Regions from separate parts of the Cricetulus griseus genome. Here region 1 is linked to region 2. Evidence: chromatin contacts called from public Hi-C data. All regions are on one chromosome and are shown on one strand. Each heading gives the region's core, a stretch centred on a gene start, on an enhancer-like site or on the middle of the called end of the contact. The rest is flanking DNA. Distances are from core to core; before and after follow the strand shown.

Region 1 (5,593 bases), core at 1,273-3,772, 110 kb before region 2:
GGGATTTGTCAATTACCAGAATGAGGCAGGGGTGGGGTGGGATGGGCTATGTACTTGGGCAGGTCTAGACCCATGTTTTTAATGGAAGGACAAGGGACTGCCTGTCCTGCCCCTTCTTCCATACAGCCAAGTGCCCTCTCCCATCTTGTCCATGGGCTGTGGGGCCCAGAAGTGGCAGTGCCCCTGCTCAAGGTGTCTCTTGCTTCAGCTGTGGCCAGTGCCAGAGAGGTGCCCATACAGCCAGTCAGGTTCACCCCAAACGGATTCAGAAACCAAATGTGTGTTGTGACCGTTTCATGTGTGTGTCTCTTGTCCTATTTTAATACCAAATTTACCATGTGTTGTGAAGTTCACGCCAGCAAGTACTGTTTGGGTGACTGAATCCGTAACTAGCTTCTTTGTGTAAGTGGTTCCTTGCGTTTGCTGGCGATACTCATACACTGAAATGAACTGCTGACCATAGTGTTTGATAGGATTCTCAGCACCCAGGTCACTGCTGGAGAAGACAGGGTCTCCTGTGCCTGGCTTCCTGCCCTAAGGCTCAACATCAGCCTCCTCCCTCAGGTAGGAGGTCCACCAACCCCAGGTTGGGCTCTGGGAGGGTGACATGTTAGGTTGGTCTCCTGGTTAATAGTTGGTGACTCTGGAAATGTGTGTGTGTGTGTGTGTATGTGTGTGTGTGTGTGTGTGTGTGTGTACGCATGCATGCTGGGAGTGGAACCCACAGCCTTGGGCATGCTTGGCAAGTGTCCTATGATTGCTACACCTGGGTTTGGGCCTCTGGTGCCATGTCCATGGACAGTGTTAACCCTGGGTGGTGGTCCTGGAGAGTTCTCAGGAGGGACCACGTCTGACAGAGAAGGGGTGGCCTCACTTGTGGAGGGTCACTGGCAGTGGCCTTACTCTCGGGTTGCTGAGTGACCTGCTGCTGGCGCCTGGCCTGTCACCTTGGGATGCAGGTCCTACCATATGGAGCCCCACACTGTGAGTAACCCTCTTTTCAAACACGTCCAGGTTTTTAAAAAATCCATTTACTAAGGAGCATAATGTGTGCAGATGCAAACTCTGGCCAAGGCTGGGGGTCTCTCTCTACACCAGTAAGCCTCCACCTGGGCCCCTCCCTGAGGCCTGGAGGGAGCCAGGAGCCCAGCCAAGGCTCTGGGTGGCACGTGCTCCCCTCTGTCAGCCTCTTGGGCACTGTGCGTACCTGCCTCAGGCATTCTTACTGCTGGAAGGGGCCTGTGGGACAGAAGCACGCGGAGTCCCTTTTCAGAGCTTCACTGTTGGTGGATCCTAGCGATGCCTGGTGTGGCTGTTAGGTGTAGTGTTCTCTCACAAAGCCGCTGGGAAGACTGAGACTGTAGCCTGCCCGCCAGCTTTGTGTTCATTCCCACTAACCATCTAATTACCGTTGAGTAGTCACTCCATTCTTCCAACAGGAATTCAGAATCGTTCCTCCCCAGTTCCCAAGTGCACAAAGGTGAACTGGCTGCTCTGTGGAGAGGTCTCAACCTTCAAACAGGGTTTGCATCTGAGTGACCAATTCTTCAGACTCCTTAGGAGCTGAAGGAGAGACACTTCTCCTCTGGGGCAGCGTAACTGTCTTGTCCAGGAAGGGCACATACCATCTGTGGCCTGACCCCATGGGCTTCCCAGCCAAGAAAGACTAGCAAGTCCGTGACGGCCAGGCACAGTGGCCCCTCCCTTGTGCTCTGGCCTGTAGTCCTCCCAGATGCAGCTTGTGTGAACAGGGAGGTAGGAGGGGGAGGGCAGGCAGGCTGGCCAGACTGGGGGTGCTATGGGCCTACCCCCTGCCCTACCGTGGCATCTGAAGCCACTGCTGCCAGCCAGAGGCCAGGGCAGCCTTGGGTGCAGATGTGGCCAGGACATTCATGGTGAATGAGCGTCCTTCGCCCCACTGCCCTTTGTCCACTGGGCAAGTCCAAACTCTTAACAATTAAAACCTTGGGAAAACAGAACCCTAAAATGTATGCATGAGCATTGGGTGCTAGTCAAGTGGATTAAACTTTGGTTCTTAATCTGAAGGTGCCTCCTCTTCCTTCCGTACTCTCTGTGGGCCTGGTTGCCCTCACGTGAAGGGAGCTGAGCCACACACCACTTTCTCATGTTATTCCAAGAAACGTGTGTAGGTGTTCAGTGCAGAACTTCACACTGACATGGAACACGAACTGTGAAGTAGCCTTGCACCCCCAGCTCCGTACAGCTGAAGGACTAGGTTTTCCAAGTCTAGGAAAACAGCCCAGGTCCAAATGCATTTCCCTTAAGGAATGGAGCATCGGGGCTTTCGGCAGGGACCTCATGCTATTTGGGTTAAGAAGCAAACCAAGTAGGTGCTGAGTGAGTGAGCCTGTGTCCTAGCTAATTAAAACACATGCAGGGACCTCTGTTCTCTGAATGCTGCCAGGGATCTGTGCCACACAGTCCCTGTGCCTGGACCCAGGGGATGAGGTCTCCCAGGGGTGAAGCCAGGCAGGTTAACTGGTGCAACGTCCACACCTTGTTCCTGGACTGAAGAGCAGGCCTCAGAGGGCAGACTTCTTAGAGCATGCCTTGTAGCCTAAGCTCCCTGGTGGCTTGGCACACCTCCCCCCTCCCTGCTCTGACCCAAGAAGTGTTTTTCCTATGAGGGGCTGTTTTAGGCTTCAGGTACCACTGTGCCCTTTCTTACTGAGACTGGGCTTTCCTGGGCTGTTCACTTCCATTCTGGGCCTAGGCTTGTGCCTCTGTGAAACAAGGACAACTGGGTAAGCTGTAGGCTAGCCCAGAATCCAAGGAGCTGAGGTGAATAGGGAAGTAAGTGACTGGGGGGCTTGGGGGGTTTCCCAAACAAATTTATCAATGAGCAACCTACTCAGTGGATTTTTATACCTCAGGGCCATTTGCTTTTGTGTCTGAGTGGCTGATGGGAAGGATGAACTCATTGAGGTTCACGTCTTCTACTCGAGGGATGGGTAGCGTTCCAAGGCTGGTCTGGAGCCTGGGCTGAGCAGACCTTTCTCCAAGACTTGTGCACACTCCTCCCGGAATCAATGATAATTTACTGGTTTTCTTTCTGGGGAGTCCAGTCAGTCAGAGGGAGCAGTCCTTCACAGCAGCTGAGGGCCTTTGTTTCTTAGTTTCCTGTGACCTAAACGGGCAACCTTTTTATACCAGAGACCTTGAGACATCTCAACTGCGATTGTTTTAAATACCTTTTGATGGGGAGTTCCAGGCAGTACTTGAAGCAATATCAAAATGGCAGGAAGGGTCAGGTTCTAGGTGTTTGTAGGTACACAGCTGTGACACATAGGAGAGACAGTCAGCAGTGACTTCAGATGAGGTTACTCTGGATACTGTCTGGCCTCACTTGGAAGACACCTGAGTGCTCACATCTGATCCACACGGATTTACTTAAGGGGGCTGGATTCTTCTAGAATCACTCTAAAGAGAGCTATCAAAGGGGCCTAACAGACCTGAGTGCCTGCTCTTCTTGGAGACTCGGGTTTCTTACATATAAACAGAGGGAAGTGGCAAAGAACGATTCCTTGGACACATTCCCTAGACAGCCCCCACCTAGCTTCTGAACACCCATGTCTGGTCTACTGTGAAGAGTCTATCAATCCATTGACTTTTCTTGTTTTTACAGTCCTTTAAATCCACAAATGTATATGCTTTATTTTATATTATTTATTATGTACATATGTCTACTGTTAGTATAAAGCTCCTCATCCATGGAGCCCAGGGTTCTGTTCTCCCTTACTGGGCGAGAGGGTGGTGGTATTCTTTTCTAAAGGAAAAAACAAAACAAAAACCTGTATTGCTGCTGCTCTTCCCTCAGCGTCTTTCACGGCCCCACTGCCACCCATTCGTGGTGGCCAGTATTTGGGAGGTAGGTGGAGGCAGACCATCTCAAGTCTCCATGAGTTACTGCAGAAGTGGTTTCTTTCCTGTGTGGTGGTAGCATGTGGCTCCTTCCTCATCACTACCCAAACCAGATCAGTTTCCTGGTCCAATGATAGCCCAAAATGACAGCCTCTACTTCTCACCTTGGCTTGCTGAACCTGTCTGTGTCCTGGAAGCTGCCTGCCCATCAAGGCTCTGAACATGCCTCTTCCTGGTGTCATGGCCCAGGTACTGACGCTGCCTTGGGTCTAAAGCAAGCCCTGCTTTGTCTGGTTATCCCCATTCTCCTTAGCGGTGCCCACTGTATCATGGTGTACATTTCATGCATTTGAGCAGTGCCATCAATGGGAAGCTACACAGGCACAGGTCACGTGCACAGGCTCCACAAGCCGACTGTCATGATGGACGCATTTATAATTCAAATGTTGTAGATTTACAATACCTATTTATTTTGTACCAATTTATTTGTAAATCTTGTGATTGTTTTTAAAAAGTTTTGTTTATTTCTATTATTCTATTTAGATAAATGATTTTCTGTTCACCCTTCTAGCAGATGTGTGTTCCCTCTTTCCTCTGTGTAACACCAACCATTTTGTTTTGTTCAGCCTTGGTCCCCTGCCCAACTACCTGGCTTTACTGGTAGGAAAAGATCAGACTGGATCACTCCAGGGCGCCTCCTTTGGACAGACACTGCAAAGTCTTGTGTTCACAGAAATACAAGTTGACTGCCTCCAGGTTACAGCCTGGTGTACAGCGGGTTCTAGAGTGTTCTCCTTTCAAGGAGTGAGGTCTGCCCCCATCAGCCATGCACTAGAAAAAGGTAGAAGGAGCCACTCAACTTGCCATGGACACTAGCAGCCCTAGTGACTTAGCAGCTAGGTAGATGGAAAGGCGAGGTCTTGCTTGGCAGTGGCACCAAGGCTCTGTCAGAGCAGGCAGTCCCAGGTTAAAGGAATGGTTATGTGGTCCTTATCGTAACTTCAGCATGTACTTGTCCTGGCAGCTGACCTGACAATAGGCAGGTTTCTGAGAGGGAATAAATGCTGGGCTGTGGTGAAACACTTCCTGATGATGTTAGTAGCTGTCAGGTGCTGAAACCGCAGGAAATACCAGGCAGGTGTCCTGAGACTGAGCCTGTTTCTCTCTACGTTACACTTGGCTGTCACATACGTAAATCCCAGGCCCACAAGTCCATGGGTGACGCTACTAACGGACCTCTCAACATTCAGTGCCTGGCAAACGCTCAGGAACTTGAGACTTTCAGGACTGTTGCTGTCTCCATGTTGCTGCTTCACCCCCATCTTCCAGGTCTCCTCTACAGACCCCTGGGAAGAGTCGGGTGTAAAAGAGCTCCCTGCTCTTGCTCTAGCAACAGATGGAGTTTGGGAGCCTTACGTACCCCTGTGAAGAAACAGCAAGTGGCCAGGCTGAAAACTGGAGTTGCAAGTTGGGAAATACGTAGACACATGGCGTACAAGTATGTGTGTCTGCGGCAGTGCTCAGAGTTGAGGTAGGTATAGTTTTAAGTGTGGCTCTAAGAGTGACTTGGGACTGTGAGCACTCATGCATGCATCGCTTCCATGGGAATGTGTGTGACAACTGTGCCATTAGGCAACCTCATGGGATCAGCACTGCACTGTACTTTCACAAGCCAGGCGGTTACAGGAGCAGGCCATAGAACCTTAGGGGC
Region 2 (6,104 bases), core at 659-3,158:
GCATCCATGTCAAACACCTCAAGACTGCCTTAGGACTCACTGAACGGGGGGAAAGAATAGGGTCGAGGCGGCTCAGTAGCAAACAGAGCCTTCTCTTTTGATGAATTATGCTATGAAAAGAGCTTCCAAGGTTGGCTGCAGGAAGATACCTTGTCAGGATGAGAGAAGCTTGATTGTTTACAAGTGGTCAGGAAAAAGCCAGGAAGAAGAAAGGGAGATGATGGTGGTGGTGCAGACTACCAAGCTACCCAAATGAAGGCATGTGTTCAGGTGGAAAAGGAAGGAAGGAAGCCACTCATTTCCCTTTTTAAGAAATGTATGCATGCACGTGTATGCATGTTTCTGTATGCAGGCACGTGTATGCACGTTTCTGTATGAAGACACATGCACATGTACATGCTAGAAGACCACCTCAGGTGTCGTCCACAGGAATGCCATCTGCTTCCTTTGAAACAGAGTCTTGGCTGGGAGCTCATCAGTTAGACTAGAAAGCCCCAGAGACTTTCCTGTCTCTGCTACTCTAATGCTGAGATTACAAGGGCACACCATCACACCCCAAACTTTTAAATAGGTTCTGGGGATTGAACTCAGATCAAGTGCAATCACTTTACCAACAGAACCATCTCCAAAGCCGAAGGCCATTCATTTTCATAAGTACCTCTCCCTAACCCACTGTGCAACTGGAGCTCTGGCCATTCTCTTTCAGAAAGAGATGTAGGCAGCCATGCCAGGAGCAGGGTGGCTTGAGTATTAGGGAAGTAAGCAAGCTCCTGGCAGGAAACCAGTAAGCTGGTATTTCTGAGCTACAGTGTCATGACAAGGTCCAAGGTGTGCCTGACTCAGGTGGTAATCACATCGTTACAGTCAGTACATCGAGAATCCTGAAGTGACCCGGGTACAGTATTCACATCAATCTCAACACAAAGAAGCTAAAGCAAGAGGATCAGTGTGAGTTTGAGGCCACAGTGGGATACACAGCGAGTTACAGGTCAGGCTGGATGGTAGAATGACACCCCACTTTAAGAAAATATACTAACAAATAATCTGAAATGAATGGTTCTCGGGAACCAGGTCCTGGGTGAAAATAGCATGTGGCAGGTTCTGTCCTCAGCAGGCAATGCACTGGGGTGCGGCTACTTGCAGCTGTGACCCTGCATGAACAAGCAGTCCTTAGCTGCAGTCTTCACGAGATTCAGTGCAGCTGTCCAAATGCAGATTGTCAGGACCCATCAGCAGTGTGGTCTGGGGCTGAGGAGCTACATTTTAAATTCAGCTTCTCTGGGCTCCAGAAATCATGTCCTTAATGACTCTGAAGAAGGTGGCTCACAGGCCACATGGAGGAGCCCCAGGTGACAGGGTGCAGGATGAGAGGAAGAACAATGAGTTGGCAGAAACTTTGATCAGCTCTTTGTTGTGCTGAGGAACCTGGAGCTCAATTTCCAAGCTTCCTTTGGGAATGAAAACACTAAAGAAATGGGTTTTAGAAAGACAAGCTGGAGATGGTGTTAACAAGAGAAGGGTTGTCACACCCAGAAGAGACCTGAGGGGAAAATCATTGTTCAGATATCAGAAGACAACAAGGCTCTGCATTTCTTACTACCTGGGCCCTCTTGGACTCCCGGGAGACAATGCTTGCTGCTGAGTGGATAAATAGTGTAGTCTCTAACAACCACACAAAAGGCCTGCCTGACTCAGCCCTCAAAGACCAGCTCTCCTAGCCCCTGCGATTTTCTTCATGTCTGTGGTTGGGCTCCCTCAGTCTCCAGGCAGAAGGACAAAGAATAAATATTAACTAAAGGCAGAGCTATGGCAGGGTGCCCAGGTCCTACCCTCCCATCTGTCCCAGAGGCTAGGGCCAATTGCAGAGCTCCCAGCTCCATGATCTGCTTGGCTGCTCCTGCAGAAAAAAAAAGGTAGAGGTGAACATTTCTCTGAGTAGCCCTGGATGGTATCCTGCCACTCATCCATCTGGGAAGCACCTTTACAGATGGCTAAGGTACACAGTCACTGGATCCTAGTGGACTCAACTGGTCAAGAAGTAACTGTGTGTCTCCATGTCAGCCAACACCAAGGCCCATGGTTCTTCTGTTACACCTCACAGTGGGTTAACAGATCATATCAGAGTCATTGGGGAGAAGAGTGGAAATTATTTGTTAAATAAGAATAAAATGCTTGTCTCAATACTTGGCTACTGAATTAAAGAGATATTAAAGAAATGAGCATAAAATAAATAAGTCCACTAGTAGTTTTTTTTTTCCTTTAAAGACATCTTCCAGGATGGGGAGAGAACTTAGTGGGTAGAGTATTTGCTGCACCAGCCTAAGGACCTAGACTTGGATCCCCAGAACCTGCTGTAAAGCCATACGCCATATGGGCCACCTAGCCTGGTGTATGCACCAAGGAACAAGAGACCCCACTTCAAACTGGGTGGGACACCAGGACCAACATCCAAAGTTGTTTCTGATCTCTACATATGCACCATGCCAGGTGTGCGCTCTCACTCATCAAGATTTTAAAAGAAAGTGAGGCACAGTGTCTCACATCTGTCATCCCAGCATTCAAGAGACATAAGCATGCAGATCTCTGTGAGCTCGATGCCAACATAGCTCATTCTAGGCCAAACGGTGCTACATAGTAAGATCTCATCTCAAAAATCAAAAAAATAAATAGATTAAAAATTGAGTAATAAACTTCAACTCATCAGCATCAGACCCTCCAAATGTGTCATCCTGACACTCACCACACAAGGTGGACAACCTCCCTCCATTAAAGGTGTCCTACAAACTAAGGACTATGGTGGTGGCTTTTAGCTCCTTCTTACTCAAAACTGAACCTGAGGAACCCAAGTTGGGCAAGGCACAAATTGTTGGTTCATACTGCCCCCTAGTGGTATTGACCAGCTAAACGGTAACTTGGGCCACCAGAGTGTTTCTCAGGGCTCCCTGGGTAACTCTTAGAGAACATTAAATTCTTTCCCCAAAGGACAGCCCCAGGCTCAGTCCCAGGCTCAGCCCCAGCCAATAGCTGGCCTGCTCTCTGTGCTCCTAACTCTCTTGACACCAGTGCTTCTGTCTTTGTACTTTGTAATGGGTACACATCTGGACCTCACATCTTCAACAAACCTGTTCCGATCCGGAATTTTCCAGAACCATGAATCTCACCAGCCAGGACCTCCCCTAGCCTGTATTTAATTGTCTTATTATTGGGTTAGCAGCTTGCATGTGTTTTTCCTAGATTACAGGGCTTTTAAATACAATTTCCTGGTTTTACAACACCTGTTGACACAGTCTTCAGAGCCCAAGGTGACGGTGGATGTTCTGAGAGCCACGCTTTGAGTGCTTGGTAAGGGGCAGCTACGGGCTGGGCACCTGCACCTGCACCTGCACCTGCACCTGCATGCCTCAGTACCATGCTAATGCAAGTCTACTACAGTTTGATACTGCCTCAGTTTATCACTGAAGCTTGCCTGGAGCTGAGAACAAATTAAAATAAAAACCCTGGGCTTGGAGAGCAAAGTACTAGGTTGTTTGTTCTTAATGAAGAAATAGAAAGATAAACCTTTGAATCAGGCTCAGATTGCCTGCATTTCCAGGAAATGCTTTAAAAGCTCCAAGTCATTACTCACAGACTCCTGGAGGAATAAACATTCTAATTAACTTCTTTAAAATAAACTTATTCTGTGAGTTCAAGGCCAGCCTGGTCTACAGCGAAAATTCTAGGATAGCCAGGAACACAGAGAAACCCTGTCTTTTTTTCTGGAGGTGGTGACTCCTGCCTTTAATCCAAGTACTCGGGAGGCAGAGGCAGGCGGTCCTCTGTGAATTGAGGCCAGCCTGGTCTACAAAGCAAGTTCCAGGACAGCCAGAACACAGAGAAACCCTGTCTCAAAAACTAAAATAAATAAAATAAATTTATGTGGGGATAGACAGCTCAAAGGTTAAGAGCACTTGTCAGGGACATGGGTTCAGTTACCAGAAAGTGTGGTTCCCTAACATCCTTAACTCTAGTTTCAGGGGATCCAAGCCTCCTCTAAACTCCATCATCAGGCACTTGTGTGGTGGTGCACACACATACATGGTACAAAACACTTGTACATATAAAATACATAAATGTTTTAAAACTTCAATAAATGTATGTGCTCACTGGATAAGACAGTATATATCTGTAATCTCAGCATTCAGAGGGTGGAAGCAGAAGACCAGAGCTCAAGGCCATATCCTCAGCTATATATTGAGTTCAAGGCCAGCTTGAGCTATAGGAAACCCTGTCTCAAAAATTTAAAAAAAGGGAAAGAATTTATGCGAGCAATAGGAACTGTAAGTCACTAGGCATTCATTGCAGAACACTGAGCGTTTGTGCAGCCACCAGTGACATGAAAAACAACAAAAAAGAAGGAGCACACAGTGGGAAGGGGTCCATTTAAATGAAAACTCAGATACGGAGAAAGCTACAGAGAGGGCCCTCAGTGAAGGACAAGGGCTGGACTATTCACCACTTTGGGGTTCCTATTTTCCTCTACCCTAGTATTGGTCTCCAAAGAAAATGTAAAGGAATTATGAGAAATGATATAAAGCAGTGGTTGGTTTCTCAGAAGCCCAGTTTTAATTTATGCAACCAGTTTAACCTGAATTGACTTGAAGCCCTCCTGGGACACACATAAGATCACTTTTATAGCTGGATGTTTGTGGCACACACCTTTAATCCCAGCACTCAGGAGGCAGAGGCAGGCGGATCTCTGTGAGTTCGAGACCAGCCTGGTCTACAAGAGCTAGTTCCAGGACAGCCTCCAAAGCCACAGAGAAACCCTGTATCGAAAAACCAAAAAGAAAAAAAAATCACTTTCATATAACCAACTTGACCGCTCACATGGAGGTTAGCAGAGTTTGAAGACTGGTGTCATTTTCACTTCACCTAGAGTTGTGAAACATCCCTGGTTCCTCAACCCAAAGGGGCTGGTTTCACTCCCAGCTGCTTCAAGGACAGAGAATAAAGACACATTTCCATTCATTGGAGAATACATTTGTGGGTCTGATGTGTGGGTCCATGTGCCTGGTGAGAGGCACACAGAAATGACTGTGTCTCTCAAGCCACTGGTGCAGCTTCTGAAGACTCCCTGAATGGGATGGAATGAAGGCTGAAAGCCTAACCCTTGGGATGTGGAGGGTCAGACTCACACTCAGCTCCACTGTGAGTCTGAGACCAGCCTACAAAAGTCCTATCAAGAGAGGATGTGGAGGGGGAGGGAAGGAGGAAGAGGAAGGAAGGAAGGAAGGAAGGAAACGAGAAAAAAGAGAAAGTGCCCCATACAACTCTGACCCTGCTGAGAGGTCTTCCCTTCTGGTTCCAGAAATGCTCTACACTGGACCCCACCGTCACCTGCACATGTTTGGACATTGTTTCTTGGGTTGGGAGTGACGGGTGAGTGAGAGGTTGCCAGTCTTAGCACATTTCAGCTAGAACTCTGTACCTGACCATCCCCACCATCACCACCACCTTCACCAGAGTCATCACCACCATCACCAACACCATCACCACCATCACCAGAGTCATCACCACCATCACCACCACCATCACCACCATCATCACCACCACCATCACCACATCATCACCACCATCACCACCATCACCATCACCATCATCATCACCATCATCACCATTATCACCATCATCACCATCACCACCACCATCACCACCATCACTCACCATCACCACCACCATCACCACCATCACCATCACCATCACACCACCATCACCATCACCATCACCATCACCATCACCATCATCACCATCACCACCATCACCATCACCATCATCACCATCACCACCACCACCACCACCATCACCACCATCACCATTATCATCACCACCACCACCATCACCACCACCACCATCATCACCACCATCCCCAGAGTCATCACCGCCACCACCACCAGAGTCACCACCATCGCCAACACCCACAGAGTCACCAGGCATTAATTCTTCCTCCTTTCAGCAGGTTTTTTCCCACCTCCTGCCAGTTTACATCAATCAGGAAACAAAGATTCTCAAAAGAGAGGTGAAGAATGTTCCATCTCTACCAAGACCCATGACATTTATTTTGCCCG

Evidence for each region. A called contact is a pair of places that touch in the nucleus more often than the background predicts.
Region 1: a contact with region 2 is called in a Hi-C map of fibroblasts, with 5 times the contacts expected there. The contact joins two enhancer-like sites. A contact is called at or near these places in 5 of 8 Hi-C or Micro-C datasets (the CHK-Q cell line, the CHO-K1 cell line, fibroblasts and 1 more).

Annotation. Positions count from the first base shown.
Region 1 is chr3:14,669,755-14,675,347 of CriGri-PICRH-1.0, reverse strand. LOC100765482 (metal transporter CNNM2) reads left to right here. Exons shown (of 7, transcript XM_027407100.2): 7 at 1-4,452. Among named protein-coding and RNA genes, the nearest start is that of Nt5c2, 84 kb to the right of the region's middle. Within about 2 kb of position 2,522, at least 1 of the 6 cell types and tissues checked has open chromatin away from gene starts, as enhancers often do.
Region 2 is chr3:14,559,300-14,565,403 of CriGri-PICRH-1.0, reverse strand. No RefSeq gene overlaps it. Among named protein-coding and RNA genes, the nearest start is that of Nt5c2, 26 kb to the left of the region's middle. Within about 2 kb of position 1,908, at least 2 of the 6 cell types and tissues checked have open chromatin away from gene starts, as enhancers often do.